Regions from separate parts of the Mus musculus genome. Here region 1 is linked to region 2. Evidence: chromatin contacts called from public promoter capture Hi-C data. All regions are on one chromosome and are shown on one strand. Each heading gives the region's core, a stretch centred on a gene start, on an enhancer-like site or on the middle of the called end of the contact. The rest is flanking DNA. Distances are from core to core; before and after follow the strand shown. Region 1 holds the start of Sec22c (SEC22 homolog C, vesicle trafficking protein). Region 2 holds the start of Cck (cholecystokinin).

The links. Capture Hi-C pulls out chosen DNA fragments and counts their contacts.
Region 1: a promoter capture Hi-C map of pancreatic islet shows a contact between it and region 2. The contact joins the promoter of Sec22c here to the promoter of Cck in region 2. A contact is called at or near these places in 3 of 39 promoter capture datasets (cranial neural crest, embryonic stem cells and macrophages), 1 of 15 datasets of contacts at CTCF or cohesin (the NIH/3T3 cell line), 11 of 115 datasets of contacts at active chromatin or transcription factors (bone marrow-derived macrophages, craniofacial prominence, embryonic basal ganglia and 6 more) and 4 of 9 other capture datasets (adipose tissue, embryonic stem cells, macrophages and 1 more).

What each region holds. Positions count from the first base shown.
Region 1 is chr9:121,702,659-121,707,068 of GRCm38.p6, forward strand. Sec22c (SEC22 homolog C, vesicle trafficking protein) reads right to left here and starts at 2,371. Exons shown (of 7, transcript NM_001164562.1): 1 at 2,266-2,371.
Region 2 is chr9:121,493,575-121,498,038 of GRCm38.p6, forward strand. Cck (cholecystokinin) reads right to left here and starts at 2,120. Exons shown (of 3, transcript NM_031161.4): 1 at 2,024-2,120; 2 at 743-958. The coding sequence starts at 956. Gm38661 (a long non-coding RNA gene) reads left to right here. Exons shown (of 5, transcript XR_001779325.2): 1 at 1-203.

The DNA of each region.
Region 1 (4,410 bases), core at 1,121-3,620, 210 kb after region 2:
CCCAACGTAAGGATACAAGCAAGGGGCAAAATACAAATTTAACGTAGCAAAAGGAGCTGAATTTAGTACAGCCAGGTACCAGCGCCCTTCACAGGCGTAGTACTGAGGAAAGCATGCTAAGGGGACAGTAAGCCCGTGATGGATTCACTCTCTGATACAAGATTTGAGACCTGATTTCCAGCTTGGGATCTTCTAGGCTCCAAGCTGCTCGTGGATGAGATACAGAAGGAGACAGGGACCAACTACGGCATCGCTAAGAGCTGAGAGCAGAAGATAGCTGAGCTGGATACGAAGAATATCATGGCGTCCCTCTGTACTTGATCTTAGTCAAAGGGCTGAGAAGAACTCCACCTACCTTCTTCAATATTTGTGGGTGCTGCACCTGCAGATGCAGCCGACCTCAGATGGAAAATATTTTTAAAACAAAACAAAACAACTGCTTCTGTACTGAGTATGTACAGACTTGCCACGATTCCCTAAGCAATGTAATATGCAGCAACCACACACACAGCACACTATGTAGATGTTCTAATTAATGCAGATATTGTCCGAGGCACACGGGGAATATGCACAGATTTCTATAAACACGAAGCCACTGTATGCAATGGGTTGAGCCCAATCTCCCAAGGATGCAGAGGGACTAAGACCTTCGTATGGATAATGCTACTAAGTGCTCAGAGCTTCCTTGGACCCACTTCGCAGGTGAGGAAAACTAAGGATCAGGAGGTAGAAGCAGACTTCAGTCTCCCAGTTCCATACTCTTTCCACAGTATGTGGACCTCAAAACCAAACCTCCGAGTTCTCAGCTATTGTCTCTCTAAAGACGCCCTCTCCACCGCAGAACTGCCAACACCTAACCAGAGGCAGTGTGGGTCTCAAACCTGTAATCCCAGCACCAGAGAACTTGGGCTATAGTGAGACTATGTTTAAAAACAAAAACAATCTCTAATCAGAGACTTGCTGGTAGAGGAAGGGTCCCTACAAGTGCCCCTTGAAATGCAGAGTGTGGTGGCTTAAGCTCATAATATCAGCACTTGGGGGGTGGGGTGGAGGCAGGAAGGTCAGGAGTTCAAAGTCACCCCCAGGCGAGTGGCATGTTAAAGGGCAGTTTAGGCTGCAGGACAGCCTGCCTAAAACAGAACCAAGTGGTGAGTAAACTGCTGGAGTTAAAGCTCAGAGGCACACACCGTTAATCCCAGGATTTAGAAGAGGCAGGCAGACCCAGGCCAGCATGGCCTACACAGTAAGTTTCATACCAGCCAGGACTACAGAGTGAGACCCTCTCTAAAATAAAATAAAACCACCTCTCCTTACCTAGTGTATTATACTCTAAAGTCAGTTGTCTTGTCTGGCTATGCACTGCCTCTATCTCTGCCACCTGAGTGCTGGGATTAAAGATGTGCACCATCACCCCAGCCTTGATCTGAAATTCTTTATGAGACCTCAAGATGTCCTCTCTGTTGTCCACTAAACATTTACGAGGCATCTCTAGGGACCTGTCTACAACTGTCTTCCTGAGAAAGCTGCGGTGCGAATGAATCCTGTATATCAGTGTCAGGCTATGCAAAGCTGTCCCCGTTCTCATTTCCCTGACAAGTTCTTTACCTGAATAAACTCTCTGTGTAGACTTTTACAGACACGTTGCTCTAGCATTGGCTCTGCACTGAGGGTTGCTTTAGTTTCTCTGATCTTGTCACCCGCTACACCAACCGAGCTGGGCATGGAGGCCATACACCTGTGATCCCAGAACTTGCGGGGCGGGGAGTGGAGGCAGGAGGATCCCAAGCTCAAGGCCAAACTCGAGTTACATGGGGCTCCGTTTCACAAGACCGCAAACTGTAACGGCACCTTTCATCAGAGGTAACTCAGTTCCTTCCCTGGATTTGGCTTTTTGCAAGCTTGACCCCCGCTCTGCTCTGCAGGTTCTTTGTCCCGGCTTATCCAAGTCCAGGAAAGTTGGTGTAGGGGTGACCAGGCCTTGAAGAAGCCAAGTTCTGCTAGACCAGCAGACTAAGGAAAGTTTGCTCTCAAAAGAAGCAAGTGACAGGACTAGAGTTCAGTCTACATAAAGGGAACCACCGCCCCGCCCTCCCGAGACACGCCCCGGCCCCGCCCCGGGCAGCAGGCACAGCGGGCAGCGCATCCCAGCCGGTACGCACCGTGCAGGGGGCCGGGCCTCGGCGGAGTCCCACCGGCCCGGGCTGCAGCCCGGTGGCCTAGACCCCGACCCCACCTCTCCACGCCCGCCTGGCCCGCTAACCTCACCTCGCCCCCGCGGCCGACCTCCGCCTCGGCCACCGCAGCCCACCCCGGCGGCCGGCGGGGTGCAGGTTACCCGCGGCCCGGCTGTAGGAGGCAGGATGTGGTGCTCATGCGCACACCGTGAGCTCCCATTCGCTGCTGCTAAGCGACGCCAAACAGACCAATCGTGGGGCGTCTCTGCTGTCCAGTTGTTCAGACCCGGGAATTGAGTGAATCTACCAGGGCTGGCCCGGGTTTGCTCCCCTCAGCCCGCGTCTCTTCCGCAGGTCCCCAGGCCCACGTGCGAGTCTCACCTCGAGCGGTGAGAAGAGGCTCCGACGTCCCCACGATGCCTGGCCTGGAGCGGACAGGGCTGTTCTCCAGAGGCGTCTAGGCCCCGTGTGACTGGAGTGACACTCCCTGGGCGTGGGTTCTTGCAGGCTACGCAGCTGGGCAAGAGGCCCGAGATAGAGGATCCGAAGAGCACAGCCTTCTGCCAGCCTGGAGGAGGTGCCAAAGTCCGATCCCTGAGCCACACACACCTCGCTATGAGGCTGGAGGGAGATTGGGTAGCACAGTTAGGCCCTTACTGTTTTGACAAGTGCTGAGCACCGCTGTTTGCCGCGCACTGCGTACACAGGAAGTGTGAACACAGAAACCAAATCAAGAGAAGGGGGTAGGGCACCAGGCAGGAATTCTGGTGTTTAAACACGAGTTATGCTTCACAGAAGCATGGGTTCCAAAGAGAATTTACAGGAACAGTTGTCTTGGAGTTGGGGCTCAGGAAAAGCTTCTCCAAGTCTCAGGCCATTGGGCAAGGGAGAGTTTGTGTGTTTCAGAGACATTTGCTTGTGCACAGAACTCTGTGGGGCTGAGGATGTATCTCTGTTGATAGAATAACTGAACTACAAAACCCCGGGTCAGGCCTGTCACCCTCTTCATACATCAGAACTCCAGGCTTTCCTTGGAACGTCCCGGCTCTGGTTCTCAGGACCTCAGCTTCTCACTAATGTTACATCATCAGCTTCACGGATACTTCATTTTTATCCCTTGAGACAGGGTCTTGTGTATCCCAAGCTGACCTTGAATTCACTGTGTAGCAGGCTGACTCTGAAGGCTATCCTACAAACTCCATTTGCTGGGCGCTGGGATTACCGATGTGTGTGTGCTTCCACAGCAAGGTTGTGTGGCTCTGGAGCTCAACCCCAGGGCTTCCTGCCTTCTAGACAAGAGCACTACCCACTGGGCCACATCCCCAGTCCCAGCTCCCCTGATTCTGAGGCCAAGTGCAAGTCAGTGAACCCCAGAACTGGCTCCCCTGGTTCTCAGCCTCTGTCACCACATGAGCATGTTCCCCTCATAAACCACCATATAGTCAGAGAGAGCCTATCCATTCCATCTCTGCGGAGAAGCCTACAGTGGGTGCCAACCTAGCAGCTGGATAGACACGGTACATGGAGAGACCTGAGCTGAGTGAAGACTTCTAAACGACACTTCTCTGGTGGGTGGAAATGGAAGCAGGGCTTATGTAACCACAGACAAATTACAAAACGAACACAGGAAGACTTGTGACAGCCTAAGATAGCCTTTGGGCATTATTGTGTTCTGGTATTCAAGTCATGCCATGGTTCCCTCCCACACCAAGTCAGGGCTTGTCTGTAACAAGTCCCAACAAGGCTAGTTCATAACATTCACAAAGGAGAAAAACATGAAGGAGACCAACACCCTGTCCACTGTGTGCTCTGTCTACATAGAGGATATTTGGTATTAGACCTAGAAAACTCTAGATTTAGCAGTTGTGATGGTTTGTATATGCTCGACCCAGGAAGTGGCACTATTAGAAGGTGTGGCCCTGTGGGTGTGGGCTTTAAGATCCTCATCCTAGCTGCCTGGAAGCCAGTATTCTGCTAACAGCCTTCAGACGAAAATGTAAAACTCTCACCTCCTCCTGCACCATGCCTGCCTGGATGCTGCCATGTTCCGGCCTTGATGATAATGGACTGAACCTCTGAACCGGTAAGCCAACCTCAATTAAATGTTGTCCTTTATAAGACTTGCCTTTGCCATGGTGTCTGTTCACAGCAGTAAACCCCTAACTAAGACAGGAGTGTAGTGCCTCACACCTGTTATCAGTATTCACACCAGTATTCACACCAGTGTTCAGGAGGC
Region 2 (4,464 bases), core at 870-3,369:
ACGAGCCACGACTCCTGAAGGCTACCCTCGGAATTCCAGAGCTGGGAGGGGATCTGGTTCGCTCTGCTCTCATCTTTTCTCTACAATGAGAGGTTTGGGCACAGAAAGAAACATTCAAAGGGCAAGGCGCAGAATCGCCCATGGGATTCATGGGAAAGGCCTTCCAAAGCGGAGAAGCTCAGCGTTCCAACAGCTACAGAAAGGTAAGATAGAACTCTCCCTGTGAGGTCAGCCCCCTGCTTGCAGTCAAGGGGACGCTCTTGGCCCTTTGACCCTTTCCTCCTGCTCTGTACTGGGGGAGAGGTGCACAAGGCCTCCGGCTCTTTTCAGATCTCAGGCTGTCTCAGCGCCGACCCACTTCCTGCCTGAGGGGTTCCCAAGGTCAGAGCCTGGTGGCCCCCAGCAGAAGCGATAGGGCGGATCTAAGGAATCTTACCAGCACTTGATTATTATTATTTTTTAATGTTGTCCTAAAACGGTTTTATATTTCATCCGAAGACAGTGTCAAAATCAGTTCAGAAAAGGGTCTGTTAGCCGGCTTCCCTTACCAACGAGGTAAGCCCTCCGCCCACCTCCCCTGTGAACACCGCCTGTCTACTGCTCAGCGCTGTGCAGCGTACCTCAGGGAAGAAAAGTGAAAATTTTGCTCCTTGTGCGTCCTCTGTTTCCTCCTCCCTGCCAGTGCTGAAAGGATCAAGATTGGAGCCGCAGCAGAAGCCTGACGGGGAGCGGACACCCTTACCTTTGCGGACCTGCTGGATGTATCGCGCTAGCAGTGCGCCCAGGCGCGCTCGGGGCTCGCCGTCCGTCCGGAGCACAGCCCGCAGCTGCCTTCGGGGCGCCTCTTGCGCCCGCTGCTCCACGGGGTCCGTAGCTTCTGCAGGGACTACCGGCTGCGCCAGGGCGCCAGCAGCTAGGACTGCCATCACCACGCACAGACATACGCCGCTCTTCATGGCTATGGGAAGCAAAGGCGAGGAGAGTGAACCAAAGACTGGCCTCAGCGTGCTCCAGCCCAAAGTCCCGCACACAGAAGTCGGCTGAGGCTGAACATGGGGGCTGCAGCCGGGTCAGACTGGCTCAACCGTAGCCAAGCGAAGTTCCTAGATGCGCCCTGGCCACCGCGATAATTTCTGCCTGGCTTTTGTGTTATCCACACCTGGGACCTGGGAATCCCGCAGAGTCCCGATTTTTCTGCCCTGATCAGAAGCAGCGTTTCCTCTTGCTTTCCTGAAGTTCCAGGACGCCTTTGTAGCTCATCTCTCTTCTAACCAGAAAAGCAGAATGAAGCGTGTGTGTGTGTGTGTGTGTGTGTGTGTGTGTGTGTGTGTGTGTGAGAGAGAGAGAGAGAGAGAGAGAGAGAGAGAGAGAGAGAGTCAGAGAGACAGAGAGAGACACAGAAAGACAAACGGACAGACAAACACGGGGAGGATACTTCTGGAGAGAAATGTGAGAGATTAAATTTATTCACTACATTAAAAATGTCAGGACACTGGGAAACGCCGTTTTAAGTGTGGGCCCATAAAAAGAAGCTGTATTTATATAGATTCTTCTGCGTTTTACGGGAAGTCACTATACAAAGCAAAAGCCAGAAATCTGTGCCCAGTCCTCAGATGTGGCCAAAGCCCTGCTACACTTGAGAACTGAGCAGATGGGTGCTGTATCATAATGATGTGTTTTTATTCCCCAAAGCCTTAAAATTTTTTTAATGCAGCATTTAGAAAATGGGCATAAATCTTTAAACCTCTAGGTAGTTTCTTTTAAATGATTGCAAAGTGCTCCGAACAGCAGAGAAACCCTAAGAGTGGCTATTCCCAGCCTTGCTGTAAACAGAACATACAACAAGTCTCTCCGCAGCAGTACCCACCCAGATGCATTTTAAGGCTATTTCTGACTTCAGGAAATCTTTCTAGCTGTCAAGGGAGGGAAGGCACAGAAAAAGGAAAGACTAAACAGCAAGAGGTGCAAAGCTGCAGGCCAATATTCTTCACACTCAAGATTGTTGGATCAGCCAGCTACTTACCTTTGGATGGGGAAATCAGCTGGCTTGGCGAGTTCCAGCGGAGAAGGCTGCAGTCCAGCTAAGTTGAGGGCAGGCGGGAGGGTGACTGCTCTTAAATAGCTCCTCCCGGTTCGCAGCCAGTCATCTGTTTACCCAGTGCTGACGCAGTCCAGCAGGACACGTGCTCAGAGGCAGCCACTGGAGGGACCACCGATTGATGTGGCCCTCCGGAGAGAAGGGAAGCGTCCCAGTGAATGAGGATAGCCCCTCCCAGGGGGGCACTTTGCATGGGTCTTACTCTTTATCTAAAGAGCTTCCTTCCCACCTGTTCGGCGCCTGTGCAGAGTCCACCTCAGGGAGGGTGCCACCTCCACTCTCGGTGAAAAACAGGAGTTTATCTGCAATGGAGAAGCTGACCAAGTTCAGTGAGCTTTGGGGATCAAATCCTTCAAGGAAACTGGGGGACCCTCACAGGCTGGGTGTCAGCAGATGTAATCCTGGTGTGTTCTCTGGGACCACCTCAGACCTGAGTGGGCTCTCACAAGTAAGAGAGGGAAATCGGGCTCCCAATTTTTCAGAACTCAATTGCAGTTGGCATCCTGGATTCTATTCTTACACAATTGTAAGATCGGGTGCAGCTCCTGCCTTTCTGCGAAAAGCCTCTGGGAAAAAGATTTGTAATTTCTTTCCACGACGACTTCCCAGGGGCCTATCATCTACTGATGCTTTTGGTCGTGAAGTGGCGCCAGAGAGTGTCTCAGGCACTCCCAAGCTCTGGCTGGCTGAGCCATGCGGGCTGGGCTCGCACCTTCCCAAGAGCTCAGATCACCCTTTCCAGTCTAGTCCCTCTAAAGTTATGGGATTTCGCTGGGTGATGAGGATCTTGGCTGAGAAAAAGACTCTTACCAAGCAAGAAGGAGAGAGGGGGCTCTCTCTGCTGTAGTGCGCACAATCCTGCAACCCCCAGTTCTCACATAACAAAGTGATTATCTATGCCCAGGGTGCTAGAATTTGCTGAATCCCTCTAACCCCATTCCACAGAACACATACTGAGGAAGCCCCACAGCAACCTCCTTGCTGCTAGCTTGTAACTTGGGGTCACCACCAGCCAGGGCAACCATGCCCTCAACCCTGTCAAGCTAGGGTGAATGGAGAAAGGGTTAGAAACTCTTTCTAAATAGAAAAGGCACACAGTTTGGGGACTTCCGGCTGAGGGGGACTATGAGAAACAGCAAGTGATGCCAAGAGTTTAGGTTCATGGTTGTGGCTCTAGCGGTGTCTGCAACCTAGAGGCAACATGTTTTAAACAGCAACAGATTAAATGCTGTGGGGTGATTTCCCGCACAAGACAGCTCAGGTTGTGGGAATGTATCTGTGACAGATCGAGCATGTCCGGAATTGTGGATAAAGCAGCTGGGCACAAGGCTGTTCGATATGGTCAGAATCCACAGGCGCTGACTTCCCTGGGTCGGTGGCTGAGATATGGACGCTTAGCTGCCTCCTTCCCTCCATCGCTTGCCTCAAGATTTATGAACTGTGCCCAGCCCCTGAGGATGCGGTGTGACCAAGACTGGACAAAATAAATACCCACACAAATAAACACCTTTGGGAGCCGGGGGCCTGGAGCTGGAACTGGGAGGCGGCTCAGCCAGTGAAGTGCTTGCCTGCAAGTACAAGGAACTGAGTTCAGATCTGCACTAATAGCCAAGGGCGGAGTAAGGATTTCCACTGAGTCTGGTGGTGACATGGAGGTGTCCCTAGGGCAGACACGGGAGACCAGGACAGGTTAGGAAGACAGGAGATGGGAGGGCCATTGAGGAATGAGGACAGATTTATAGGAAGCCTAATATGCTTTTGTGAAATTTATTCACTATCATGAAATGTAGCAGACACTATACGAGTCCTAAGTGCCTACAATAGAACATCCGAATAGCTAGAACAGTAGACATAAGCAGAAACTTCCAGGCATGGAAGCAGCATCTTGCTCTTCAAGAAACCCAAAGGTACTCCGTGTCTGGGGCTGACTGTGAAGTTCTGGGCTGAGAGACAAGGGTGGGTGGGAGTGTATTGGCCACAGGGGGAGTTCAGAAGAAAACACACCAACTGGTGTGTGTCTGGCGGGGCGTGGGGGATGAATCCAGGTTATGGGTGGACAGCTAGAGAAGGTTGTGATCTCAAGTCCTGGACAGAGGGACACTGGAGGTACAACCCAAGACTCTTTCTGTAGATGGTGGCTTCCCACCTGGAAGCTGTAGGAAGAGACTCAAAAGGTGGGAAGCGAGGGAAGAGAAAAGGCATCTCTGCCCAGATTCCCAGGTGTGACAGCCAGAGGAAGGAACGGGAGAAGGGTCCAGCACCTGACCACAGGCAGGGTCAAAGGCCAGAGTAGAAAAGCCACCAGGAGAAGCCAAAGGTGTCAAGGACAGTTAGAAGCTGGAAGAAGGTGGCACAATGGACTCTTT